Linked DNA regions of Anser cygnoides: region 1 is linked to region 2. The links are chromatin contacts, called in public Hi-C maps. All regions are on one chromosome and are shown on one strand. Each heading gives the region's core, a stretch centred on a gene start, on an enhancer-like site or on the middle of the called end of the contact. The rest is flanking DNA. Distances are from core to core; before and after follow the strand shown.

Region 1 (6,828 bases), core at 139-2,638, 230 kb before region 2:
AAGTTCTAATGCTTCTAGCTAGTTTTGGCATAGGTTTAAAAGTTTTTAGCTTGTCTTACTGGACAAATAATTACTTGAGCCAATCAAGAAAGCAGATTCTTACAACCCAGATTAGATATTTGATGATTAACTCAGAAGTCTTCCCTTTTTCATGAAAAACAAATGAAAAACTTTAGTTTTCCATTCTTTTTAGTGGTAAAGATGGTCATAGGACTGCTGTTGGTTGGAAGCAGAAACCGAGCCATGGCTTCATCTAGCCTAGCTATGGCAACTTTGAAGGGTTTGGAAACCTCACTTAGGTTGCACATCCCACCTGGGGCCGAGGCTTTGCGCGGTGCAGTGAGCTTCCACCTCCGCACCTCACGGCCTCTGGTTGTGGCCTCCCACCACAGGGCAGTGGGGCAAGGCCCGGCAGGTTCCGCAGCTGCCCTCCTCTCTGCCACGTCTCTTGCTGGCAGGGACGTGACTGGATCTGACACAACCGAAATGCTGACGCGAGTCGCGTTTATGGCTTTCTGCTGCCTTCTCAAAACTGGTGCCTTTGAGGGGAGAGGAGTCGTGTTTGAAACCAGCGTGGTGTTACACAGCACAGGCGCAGCGAGATGAGTAAAACCGAATTAAAAAGTAAAAAAAAAAAAAAAAAGGTGTCTCTGTTGTGGTGTGTTCTGTTTGCTCACCTCTCCCTGCATCGCTGCAAGCCGTTAATTTCATTTCCCGTGCATTAAGGTTGGCTATTGTGCTCTTTAGAGCTCGATCTCGCCCAGCGAGCCCGCAGCAGCTGCTCCCGGTGCAGACACCAACTTGCACCGAGCAGCCGGTAGGGGTCAGGTCCCTGCAAAGAGAAAACGGGAGGGAAAAAAAAAAAAAAAACAGGTAAAACGTCGCGAGGCTGTTTTCAAACCGGCATAAAAACCTCGCGGCTCGTCTTGTGCCAGGCGAGCGAGGCTAAGAAGGCTGCTAACAGCCGCGTGGTAAAACCCGGTGCTTCTCAGGGACTCCCTCCAAATACTGCGAAGTTTAAAGACCGGGCATGGGAACGGGACCGGCGCTGCCCTGCCCGGGCCCTTCCTCTCAGCCTCGCCCCCTCCCGGCGGCCCCGCAGACGGTGGGGGGGGGGGGCTCGGGGGCGGCCCCCGCGGTGCTCGGGGGAGGCCTCGGGGGGCTGCGGAGCCCCGGAGCCCCGTTGTCGGCCGCCGCTAGAGGCGCTGCCGCCGCCGCTCCGGGCCGGGGAAGGGAGGCGGACGGGGCCATTCGCGGCGCCGGAGCAGGGGGGGGGAGCGGGGCCGGGGCGGCGGCGCGGGGAGCCCGCGGGGGGCGGCGGGGGCGAGGGGCGAGGAGGCGGCGGGAGGGGGGCGGCGGCGGCCGGGGGGAGGGGGGAGGAGGAGGAAGGAGGAGGAGGAGGAGGAGGAGGGGTGTCGTGGGGGGGCGGAGTGGTTGGGGCCGGCGGCGGCCGCCGCGGCGGCGGGGTCAGTTCTCTTTAGTGTTTGCCGATGTTGGAGGCGTCCCCGAGGCGTCCCCGGGAAGCAGGTAACCGGGCCCGGGGGCGGCCCCGAGCCCCGGCAGCGCCGCCGTGGGGGGGCGCGGGACGGGAGAGCCGGGAACCGGTCGGAGGGGAGGGAGGGGAGGAAGAGGAGGGGAGGGGGCTGCTGCAGCCATGATGGCCGGGGCCCCGTCCCGCTCCCCTTCCTCCTCCTCCTCCTCCTCCTCCTCGCTCCCCCGGCGCGGGGGCTCCGAGGCCGGCAAGGCGCCGCTGCGCCACGGCGGGGATGGAGGAGGGGGGCGGCGGCGGAGGAGGAGGAGGAGGAGGCACCAACTCCGCCATCCGCCCCGCGGCCCTCGCCGCCGCCGCCCCTGGGGGGCCGGGGGCTCGCAGGTGGGCGCCCCAACCGTGGGGGCCCCGCGGGAGCCCCCGCCGGGCTGCCGCCGCTTTGCCAAGGCCGGGCGGTGGGGCTCGGCTCGGCTCGGCTCGGCTCGGCCCGGTGGGGGCTGCGTTTGGCCGCCGGGCCTGCCCGAGAGCCGGGTGCGAGCTGCCCCGGGCGGCCGCCGGTCCCCCCGCCCCCCGATCCCGGCGGTGGGTCTCGGGGATCCCCCCGGTGTGAAGGGCACGGAGCCCGGCCCGGCCCGGCCCGGCCCGGCCGCCGCCTCGCCCCGTTCCTCTGGCTCTGCCCCCGCGCTCCGGACCCGGTCCGAAACTTCTTCGGCAGCGGGACCCGCGGCGCCGCGCTCCCAAAATGGATGGCAGCGCCCAGCGCCGAGCGGCGGCGGCACGGGGTGCCCCGGCCTCCCCCGGCGTCCCCGGGCTCGGGGCTCCGGGGCCGGGGAGCCCCGCGCCTGTCAGGCAGGCCGAGGCCGTGCAGGCGGTGCCGGCCGTGCTGGCATTGAGGTCTCCGGTCGGAAAAAGTTGGTGCTGACAGCAGCCAGGCCTGGACGGGGCGGCCGTGCCCTCCTGGGGCGGCCTGGGCGCAGTGGGGGCATGAATCCCGCAGCCCTCGTGCTCAGGGCCCTCGAAGTCCTCAGTGCCCAAGCAGCAGTTCCCCAGCAGAGCATCCACCCGGCGTTGCCTCGTGGCCAGCAAGCTGGCTCTCAGGATGCCAAGCGTCTTGGGCCGCATGCAGGGCGTCCCCCGTGCAACTATTTCAGTACCAAAAAAAAGTTTGTTAGACAGAAGAGCGGACGGAGTATCGCTGCCGTGGCTCCTCTCTCTGCCCCGCTCACTGTGTTGAACAGAACTGCCTGAATTGCCCCAGCGTTGTAAGGCACAAGCAGGACTGTTGCTCTGGTGTAACTAGGTGGAGTTGCACCGCATACGTTGCTCTGTCTTACTGACATTACTGCTGGCGTCAAGCTGTGCAGACATAAAGCCTTCCCGAGCTGCGTAGTAACTCCGGGTTAGGAATCGACACCCATGTAATAATATTAACGTATTTAAGCCATTTTCTAAATATAGGGAGGTTCTGCACAGGTTTTGTTGTGACATTGCTGCCTATAAACAGTGCCAGGTCTGACAGCTCTCTGAATGAAATCTCTTTGCTGAAAAGCCAGCAGCAGCACAAGATTCCCAGTACTGACTTCCAATCGCTGAACCTTAGCTTTGCCCTAGAAAAACTCCCGGAGAGGAAGATTTCTGTTCCTGCCTGTGTTTGCTAAGATTCCTGTTGCTGGCAACTAGGAACTGGACTACGACCGGCTGCTTGGTCGTTGTTTTTGAGGGGAAGGTGCAATTCAGGTTTTCTTTGCTTGAAAGAACGCTTTTCAGTGATGTTCAGCTTTGGCCAAAGTCATCCGGTTTGGGTTCAGCTCAGACTGCAGTTCGGAGGCCAGTCTTCAAATGCCTCATTGCCAGCTCGAGCTACTTCGTTCCCCAAGAATAATGTCAAAGTAATAATGAATTTGAATAATCTTTCATCCCGAGTTGTGAAAGTAGTTTGCAAAAGAGCTTCCTAATTTTACTTGCAGGAAAACTTTGTCAGAGGTGTTTTAATGACCTGGCCAAGCTTAAATAAGCAATTAACTCAATCAGCCCCTTCCTTGGAGGCAAATACTGGGGTTGAGTCTGCTGCAGAGGGTTATGAGCATGACTCCACAGACATCCCGGCTGATGTAGGTGTACATGTGGGAAGCGAATCGGATGCTGCGCGTTCCAAGTGCCAAGTGGCACGAGGAGTGACCTTGGGAAGGTTAGACAACCGGCCGTGGCGGAGCAGGTCCTCCGATTCCAAGGCTGCTTCCCCAGCCACTAGGAAGGCTGCACCTGTCATGCTCTGTCTAGATAGTTTGCTTTGACCTGCCTGAAGTACGTGGCTATTGATCTGACAGTCTTTGGAAAGGAGAGAAACGCTCAGGTCAGTTACGTCTGAGCCTTCAGCCCCAAATGCGTCCCATAACAATATCATGCAACAGGGAAGCAGGCCTTACAAGGTGGGCAGTTTTTTAGTGCTAAGTTTTTTGTGTATACTTCATACATACACATAGCCATCTGCACAGATCTTACCCCATCGGAGAGTCAAATATCTACTTCTTTACATGGGGCACGCAAATGTGGTGGGGGAGGACCCAAACCTGCAACTTTTTAGGATAACTCTAAGAACATGACTTCTGTTAATATGCTACCAAGGCTTCACTTTTCCTTTCTTGGTTATATTGATTTCCTCTCATCAGCAGCGAGATCTGTCAGATAAGTTAGCCCTGCCTTTTACCAGCACGAATTGCGTTGCACTTCTGATCTTTGGATCACTTTACAGCCTCTGTTTCTCACAACAGTTCCTGATTTTTCTCTCTCTTCCCAAAAGAGGAAGAGAAACAAAGAAAGATGTTGCTTTCTTAAAACTGCTTTGGGTACTGTTACTGGAATCCATGCAGGAAGGAGACCCCTTCAAGTGCTCACATCTCTCAGCCATCCCCTCTGCTGCTTTGACGGTGTTAGGCTTGTGAATACGACCCTGTAAGGATTGGGGCTGTTGGAGCTCCCATGAGGGGGTCCTGACCTGGCCGCCCCTCTTTAACCCACATGCTGTTCATCGACTGCTGCCGTGCCCCTGGTACCTACAACCAGCAGTTCAGAAGGATAAGGCGGGGGGGTCGGTTTGGTTGAGGGGTGTATAAAGCACAAGACCAGGGTGCAGTGAGACAGGTAGGGTGGAGAATGGGGTGGACAATTTTGCCTGGGGGAGTGAAGAGGATACATGGTGTAAATCTGGGGGTTAGGGCTGGTGGGAGCCTGTGGCAGACCCTGGGAAGAGAAGAAACGGAACCTGTGTGTAGCATTTAGTGTATAATGTGAGCCAAGGGCTCTGCTCTTAGAGATCGCTCGGGTCTGCTCATTGTCAGGGAGCAGTCATGATCAGCATTATCCAAAGTATGTTTGTGTTAAAAGATCAAGAGTTCAGGAAAAATCTGAGAGGTGGCTTGTCATGTGTTGTTCTGGAAGCTATTTAGAACAGAAAAATTGCTTGTCACGACTTCTAAAAATGAATTTTGAAAAACCATCTGTAGTAGTGTATCACTAAAGTCACGTGTATGCCTGTAGCTGTTAAATGTTGCTTCGTACTTTACCTCAGCAGCACCTTTTTATTTGTTTTTAAGCTGGCAGCATTTGGAACGTTTCCCAGTAGTGAGATCTGCACTCCAGGGCCATAGGGTACTCACCTGTGTCACACTGCATCTTTTATTTTGGTGTAATCGAGTACGCTTCCGTATAGTTTGTGACTGGTCTGTGACAAATTTATTGATGCTTAAATAAAATCAGAAACTTATTTTTCCTGGTAAATATTTTTTTTGCATACAAAATGTTTAATTTTGTGACTCCCATGTGTTTATGTATCCCCATGATCTTCTAATTTAATCACCATTGAAATGATGAGGGGGATTCTTGTTAGACTAGTTAAAAGTCAGCATTTGGGCGCAGATTTCGGTTGGTGTTCAGGGACGTCCCTGCTAATAGCCGGTGGCTAAGTATTACAGTGTGTATGGGTTAACCTGCTATCCTTAGTTTCTGGAAAAAGGCAGCTTACAAAGATGTTTACAATAATACCACACACTCAAAGGATATGTTTACAGTCTCATCTTCTCTTGAATAGCTCCAAAGGATCATGCTAACATTGGTCATGCTTCCAATTTCTCTGCTTGCCAGCTTTGAGGAACAGGGAATTAGTGCTGTGTGCCTCCTGGCTGGAGGAAATGTTTTTGAGGGTAGGAGACTGGATTTTCAAGGGAAGCTTCTTGCAGTGAAAAAGGTCACCTGTGGGAACAAGGACTCTTCAGAAGATGAGAAACCTGTGTTTTATTATTATTGCTATTCCTAATTTATTATTTTTTGGAAGCTGTCATGCACTTGTGGTTTCCAGTTTCTTGTACAATAAACTCAGTTAAGAAAAGTGGCGTTAGACAATATAAGGAAATTCCAGTACACTAAACATGCAGCTTGTTGTCAGTAACTGAAGTTGATCAGATAAGCAGCTGGCTTATCTGACTTTTTGGAAAGGAGAACTCTTCCTGTGTCATCCAGACGATGCATCCATACAGCTGATAAGTTTTGAAGTGAAGAAATCAAGATACGCTGTTCCCAAGGTGAAATTGCAGAGTTGATACAGGGCAATGTTGGGTCAGTTTGTAGCATATCCAGTTGTACCGAGACGAATAATGAACTGAAGTAACAGTCTATAGGAACACTGACTATGTCAGACAGGATAAAAACATGAAGTAATCTAAAAGTTCTTGTTAAAAAATCACCTATTTTTGTTTGTTCTATTTTTTTTTCCTCTTCCGATCATCCTTCAGTCCTGGATACTAGCTTGCAGGGTTTTTCCTTTCTCATATGTGGTAAATGTTTCCTCTGCTTTTAGTTTCAGTCTTGTGTATCTGATAGTACTTAAACTGGCCTGCTTTGAACTATCTTCCATCTGTGGTGGCAATGTTCCTCAAAAAGACATTGCCAATGAGTAATTTTCCTCAAGAGTATACACCCAAGAGACGTCTCTTTTTGTAACTGTTGTGAAAGGCTGGAAATCTTGATGAATACCAAAAATTACTCCAGAGAGGTTTCCATGAAAACCCTTTTTGTCTGTAACTCAGTCCAGCATGCTTACTGGTCTTGCATGAAATAGGTGGCTTCTCAGCTTCTGTACTGCAGTTGAGACCGTTTGTCCTTCGTGAAGGGGGATGAGAAGTTGTCCTGGATCAGGAGGCAGGTAAAGCCCACCCTGCTTCCTCAGGGACTTCTCTAAACTCTCTCTTAGGTGAATCCATAGGGTTAGATATGGGATTTGACCTCTGCAAACGGGAGGATGGCCCACACAGTCTTTTCTTCACCCTTCTTCAACTGGACAGCCT
Region 2 (6,734 bases), core at 356-2,855:
CTTGGCTTGATTTCTTGAGATATCTTTTGCCTTTCCTCCCAGCCTTCAAAAGGAAGGGTTTGCCTCCAAGGCAATTTAAGCAAGATTTCCAACAGATTTTTCAATAAGTATTTTTATTCTATAAATGTGTAAGTTCACTACTGTAGCCATTATTAAAACAGCATTTTAAAGCTGCTAGCATACTAGTATAAAGCTACAGGAGGAGGGGAGTGAAGTCATTCATTAACAGTAACAACCTTTAAGCAGATTCAGAGGTTACGGTTGCAAAAGACTTCATGCCCAGAACTACATAAGAGGGCACGAGATTTTTAACTCCGGATTCTAGGAAGACATAGTTGATTTAAAGCTATTTATTAATGGTTTTAATACCCACCATTCCTGTTAAACAGAAAGTTAAATTAAAGAATAAGAACCCTACAAAGTAGCCAGCTTGCAGATTAAAGGGAACAAGTGCAAAACCCAAGAAGACAGGAGTTAGGCAACAGCAGTTATTTTCTTAAAATGAAGTGACAAAAAGGGCAGCATAAACAAGTTTATAGTTACCCAGAAATGTGCATGACAGTTGACCATCATGGTCCTCTCGATAAGCTCATCGGGACACTCCAGGAGATGGTGCCCGGAGACCACGCCGGCATTGTTAACCAGGACAGACACCTCGCCAACCTCTTTGCGGACCCTCTCTGCTGTTGAGTAGACATTTTCTCTTTTGCCCACATCGCAGGTGTACGTGTAAACCTGCAAGTTGCAATGGGGCAGCGCATCTTTTTCTCCATCTACTAAGGAACACAGACAAGAGAGAAGAGAACAACACGAGCCTTACTTGGGTTCCAACACGCAAATCAAGAGTTGAGTGGAAAGCGCAAGCTGTTTTCCATCGCGCTAAACTTGCGCTCAGCCGTGCCACGGGGAAGAACTCATCGCTTTGCTGTCGCTGCCAGGTTTGAAGGACGCTCCGTGCCCTCCTGCCCGGCCGGGGAGAGCTGCCCCATGCCCGGGGGGGGACCCTCGGGCACGGCAGCTCCGGGAAGGGGAAGAGAAGGGGAAGGAAAGGGGCACAGGTGAGCTCCGGGGGGCATCGCGGGGGACCCGCCGCTTACCTTTGGGTGCGCTGGCGGCCTCGGCGAGCTCGCGGTAGATGTGGCGCACCATGCCCGCCGTCTCCTCGTTGCTCTGCGTGTTGATGTCCCACAGCACCAGCAGCGCCCGGCGCCGGGCGAACTCGAGGGCGAAGAGGCGGCCCAGGCCGCTGCCCGCCCCGGTGATGAGGCACACCTGCCCGGCCACGCTCTTCTCCTTGGGCCGCACCAGCCACTTGGCGGCGGCCAGCACGAAAGCCCAGAGCACCCGGAAAGTCACCACGAAGAGCTCCAGCAGGATGTTCATGCTGCCGGCCCCGAGCCCCCGCCGCGCGGCTCCGACACCCGGGGCCGCCCCCGCTGCCCCCCGGCGGCAGGCGGGCGGCCGGAGCCCGCCGCGATCAGCCCCCGCAGCCGGGACGAGCCGCCCCGCACGCAGCCCAGCCCCGCCGCCCCAGCCCCGCACGCCAGCCCGGGGAACGAGCCCCAGCACGGCTCCGGCCGCCCGCCCTGACCGCCCGCGGCCCCGCTGCTGGCAGTGAGCATCTTGCTCGCTCGGCGCCCTATATAGGGCGGGCCGGGCGGGCGGGCGGGCTCCTCCTCCCCGGCTCCCCGGCCCTCCCCCGGGCCGCTCCGCCTTCCCGGGACCCCCACACCCCCGCCGAGCCGAGCCGAGCCGAGCCGAGCCCCGCCGCTCGGGGGCCGGCGGCTGCGAGGCGGAGCGGAGCCCGTGTCCCCTGCGGACTACATGTCCCGGCGTGCCCTGCGCCGCCCGCCGCAGCGCCATCTTGAGGCGGCTCCCACCGCCAGGGGCGAAGTGTGGGGGGTGCGTTCGTGTCGCCTCTGGGCGTCGGCAGAAGTTCGGGCTGCGGAGTTCTGGGGAGCTGACGGGGAAATGGGAAGGCTGGAGGTGTGATGGCGTGAATTTGGTTTCTAAAGAGATCCTGGGTGCCCGTGTTTTGATCAGTTTTTCTTCCCGCTGGAGAAAGTGAAATCTCTTCAGAAAGAAAAAAAAAAGTGCAAAATCTTTTCAGTACTTAAAGGAGACTTACAAAAATGACAAAGGGCAACTCTGCTCAGATTACCACAGGACAAGGGGGAATGGCTGTAAACTAAAAGAGGGGAGATTTAGATTATGTGTTAGGAGGACGTTTTTCACTCAGAGGGTGGTGAGGCACTGGCACAGGCTGCCCAGAGAAGCTGTGGATGCCCCATCCCTGGAGGTGCTCAAGGCCAGGCTGGATGGGGCTTTGGGCAACCTGGTCTGGTGGGAGGTGTCCCTGCCCACGGCAGGTGGGCTGGAACTGGGTGGTCTTTAACGTCCCTTCTAACCCAAGCCATTCTATGAAACTATAATTCCTTCTACTCGAGATATTTTAAGTCTTTTGTTACGTATTTGTGAGCTGATAGGTTTTAATTGCCCCATTCATTGCAGTTTTAATGAGATCAAGTGACATAAGCTGCTGTATTAGAATAAAACAATGCTATTTTACAAAAAAAGACAAACAAAAACAAACAAAAACACCATTGATGCAGCTGCTACCTAGCATAGCACCTCTGTGTGCAGGCAGCAAATAACCCCAACAAATGCCGAACGCCCTCAGCCCGGCTGCCTACTCTTTTTCCACACCGCATAATCCTTTGCTACTCCAAGTTCTGCCACTTTCTCTCCTTCTCCTGCATACATAATGTCAGGACTAGTTTCTCCAAGGACGATTTTAACAACGTACGTAGGCATTCGCAGTATCAAGGCCCAGGCAATACAGGAAGAAGCACTAAGCAACTTTCTAAATTAAAAAAAAAAAAAAAAAGCGACGTGCCCCGCCGGGCCACTCAGGCACTCCACAGCCACCCCGCCCTCCGCGCCGCGATCAGGCAGCGCCGCGGCCACCCCAAAGCCGGGGTCCTTCCAGCGCCTAAAGCCCTGCCGCGCAGGCGGGCGGCTTAAGGCGGCCCTGCGCATGCGCCCGCCCTCTCTCTTCCGGCGCTGAAGATGGCGGACAAGGAGTGAGTACCCGCGGCGCCTCGCTGCCATCCGCCGCCATCCGCGGCCGCGGCGCCCTTCGGGCTGATGGGGGGACGCTGCCCGGCCGCGGGGCCTCTGTCGGCCCCCCGCGGGAGGAGCGGGAGGATGGGGAGTGGCGGGGATGCGGCCGCAGCCAGCCCCTTCCCTTCTGTAGGCGGCGGTGGCGGTCCCGGCGGCCCGTGGTGAGGTGGGGAGGGAGGGTGTCGTTATTGCGTTATAAACGCCGGTCTTGTGGCTTTCTAAGCGTTTAATAGGTTTAAATTCCAGTAAGTTACAAAGCCACGAGATATAACTCTTAATTACAGTCGTACTTTTTGCTTTTTTCCTCTTAAAGCACTTGTTGAAATGTTAATCAGCCGTAATCGGCGTTTGGAGAGCACGTGGAAATGTCAGGCTTCTTTGTTTTAATGCAAAAAGTGGTCCTTTTAGGCTGTATTGCAGCTTGATAATAACTGGACCAAGTTAAATGCAAACTGCTTAGAGGTAGTGGGGCCGGCATGTCCCTCCTGCCCCTTTGCATCGGTGTTTGTAACGTGCTGCTTCTTGCTGGTTTGGAGGAACTTGGTTTTTAAAAGTGTTTTTCCTTGTTGTTTAGAGCAAAGAAGCTGCCTTCTGTACCGGAAAGCCTCCTGAAGAGGCGGCAGGCTTATGCAGCTGCAAAAGCCAAACGTCTGAAGAGGCTGTTAGCTCAAAAAAAGGTGAATATGTCATGATTGCTTGCTTGAGTTGCTCTCGTCAGGTCAGCAGAATGCTACGCTGATTATATTAAAAGAATGAATAACTTCATAGTGTTTAGCTTTAGTACTATAATATATAGGTCTGCAATACCAAAAAAAAGTCAAGATAGTGTATAATAAACCAGATCTGGGCAAAGCAAAGGTAAATAAAGTGTGAGATTCTCCATAAGACTAAGGTTAGTCAACAGTTGGAACCATAGGATGTGCAGAGTTGGAAGGGACCCACAGGATCATTGAGTTCAACCACTGGCTCTGCACAGGACCACCCAAAAATCAAACTCTGTTTCAGAGCATTGTCCAAATGCTCCTTGAACTTAAAAGGATTTTTGTAAAGATAAGTATGATGTGTGATAATATTTGTAAGTATTGTTCGAAGTAAAGCACTAGCACTATTAAGATATGACAGAACTGATGGTCATTTTAAAATCCATGTTGCTGTAATATGTGGTAACTGTGGGGAGTTTGAGAACAGGCTGTGTTATCTGAATCTGTTTTTCATGTATTAAAAGGCATTATATAATCTTAATTAATGCTTGATTAATTGCAGTTTCGTAAGGCACAAAGAAAAATCATCTATGAAAGAGCCAAAGCTTACCACAAGGAGTACAGGCACATGTATAGGCAGGAGATCCGCATGGCCAGGATGGCCCGAAAAGCCGGCAATTACTACGTTCCAGCTGAACCCAAGCTTGCCTTTGTGATCAGGATAAGAGGGTAAGAATTAATACAGATGTAAAAGAATGCGTTTTTATTTTCAAAAGCACTGAAAAAGCCTTCTTTTGTCACTTGTATGTTTTGAGGGCTTAAATTTTTGTAACTAAATCCAAGTCTTCATCTGGTTGCTTGGAAAGTTACTGGTAGTAATATTTTGGATGCACTGTAGGCTTAAGTGTAAAATCATTAATTCTGGGCATGTCTGCTGCCTTTAGGAATCTGGATTTTTTTTAAGACAAGATTGCAGAAATATGCAGACTGTTCTGTTTCATTTAACTTTAATGAAATTATATGCAGCTATTCTGTACTGAATGTTGTCAGAAGCGCTTATTTAACTTTGTTTTGGTGAAAGTGTTAGAGAAAACTAAGTTATATGCAGGAGATCATAAGGATATTTAGCTTTAAGATGTGTATTTTTTGATTCAGTGTGTTTCATGGTGTTAGATCTGCCTTAATACTGAAATACATTGAGATAATAAATAACATAATAATCTTGCTCTGCAGAATTGGTGAAAAAGCAATACCTTTCAGATGGGACAGTAATACTGGTTGTTTTCTTTTTTACCTGTTACTGCTTTGGTGATACCTCTCTTTTCTGGGGTGCAGATAATTGAGTCTCTTTCTGTGTTCTCTAGCATCAATGGTGTCAGCCCCAAGGTCCGTAAGGTGTTGCAGCTTCTTCGCCTGCGTCAGATTTTTAATGGCACATTCGTCAAGCTCAACAAAGCTTCTATCAACATGTTGCGGATTGTTGAACCCTATATTGCATGGGGGTGAGTGAAACTGTCAGTTTTATCAAGTTGGGATACAAATGTTGTGTCTTTTGCATTTTGCTACACCAGATGTGCAGGTTTTCCTGTGTTCAAAGTGTTCTTGGTTCAAAGCAGGGAAAGTACAAGAACACACAAACATGGTTAAGGCAGTGCTTGCTATGTATGGTTACATTCTCACAGTAGGCTTCTGGGAGCTCAGTATGAGTGAAGTTTGCTTCTGTGTTGCTTTTGTATTTGTGTTTGGGACATGCTGAAATGATCTTAAATTATTTGTTACCAAAATTTCACTTGGGGTGCAGGTTGTGAAGTTTAAGGATTCTAATTTTTACTTGACTGTTGTTTCAGTTATCCAAACCTGAAGTCTGTGCATGAGCTGATCTACAAGCGTGGTTATGGCAAGATCAACAAGAAGCGCATTGCTCTGACTGATAATTCCCTGATTCGGAAATGCCTTGGTAAGTAGAACTTCGCTTAAAAACCAAACCCAACTTGTTGCATTTGTATGAGTAGTGCTAAGCTGTACAACCGTCCTTACCTATCTCTGGAGAATAGTAGTGATTAGTTAATTAAATCTATTTCTGTCTTAATACAAAGCACACTGGAAGTAACTTTCATTTAAAAATTATTAAAACTCAAATGTCAAGAATCAAATTTTAGGATTTTACATTTACAAATGCTTATTGTAAACTCGACCTTTAATAGGACAGTAGTTGTTTCAGTGAGGAGAAGGTGCTGCAGCAGGAAAGAAGCCTATCACCTGTGGCTGTGAAGTTTCAAATTTAATATTGGACTTTGCTTGTATTGTAAACCTTCATACTTCCTAAACAGCCTTTTTTAACTTGCTGTGAGAAGATCTAGCTAGTAAAAGCCATTAATGTACTTTATAAAAGCAAAACACAGCGGTCATTTGTTAGGAAACAGACTGATCTAGGAGGCTCCTCCTTGTCCAGTCATGCCTGGAATAGAAGCAAACACGGATCTTTCTTGTTTAGATCTCAAATCAGACTGTCATGTTTGGCTTTTTTTCAGATCATAGAGGTACAAGTAGTATGCTATAAGGATGTACCTTTTCAGTATTGTATTTTACAAACAGTTCACTTGTAACATGTCAATGAAGAATCTGGAAAGGCATTAAGAAAACGTGGTACTACATTACTGAGCAGCATGAATAGTTGAGTGTGAATTTCCCTGAGCTACGTGTAGTTAGTGTTTAAGTATCCTAATCCTGTTGTGTTCTTTGAAGAAAAGTTCTATTTTCCTGAGGTCCACTAGACGGTTATTTGCTTGTTCTTCTTGCTGCCTCAGGTACAAACTATAAAATAGTGTTGAGTTAGCTGCAGCTGATGAGTTTTAATTGGAAAAGTTGGTCATGGGATGTCTCGATAAAGTGGATGCTTTCTGACTTGCT

What was found. Hi-C and Micro-C count contacts between places; a contact is called where the count stands out from the background.
Region 1: a contact with region 2 is called in a Hi-C map of liver, with 1.8 times the contacts expected there. The contact joins the promoter of STAU2 here to the promoter of RDH10 in region 2. A contact is called at or near these places in 2 of 7 Hi-C or Micro-C datasets (both in liver).

Annotation. Positions count from the first base shown.
Region 1 is chr2:130,149,002-130,155,829 of Taihu_goose_T2T_genome, reverse strand. STAU2 (staufen double-stranded RNA binding protein 2) reads left to right here and starts at 1,388. Exons shown (of 14, transcript XM_066993092.1): 1 at 1,388-1,527. LOC136790197 (a long non-coding RNA gene) reads right to left here and starts at 1,269. Exons shown (of 7, transcript XR_010829721.1): 1 at 963-1,269; 2 at 678-832; 3 at 314-539.
Region 2 is chr2:129,915,189-129,921,922 of Taihu_goose_T2T_genome, reverse strand. It overlaps RDH10 (retinol dehydrogenase 10), which reads right to left and starts at 1,605. Exons shown (of 6, transcript XM_048077024.2): 1 at 1,098-1,605; 2 at 544-773. The coding sequence starts at 1,383. It overlaps RPL7 (ribosomal protein L7), which reads left to right and starts at 2,932. Exons shown (of 7, transcript XM_048077041.2): 1 at 2,932-3,083; 2 at 3,698-3,800; 3 at 4,387-4,553; 4 at 5,189-5,326; 5 at 5,672-5,781. The coding sequence starts at 3,070.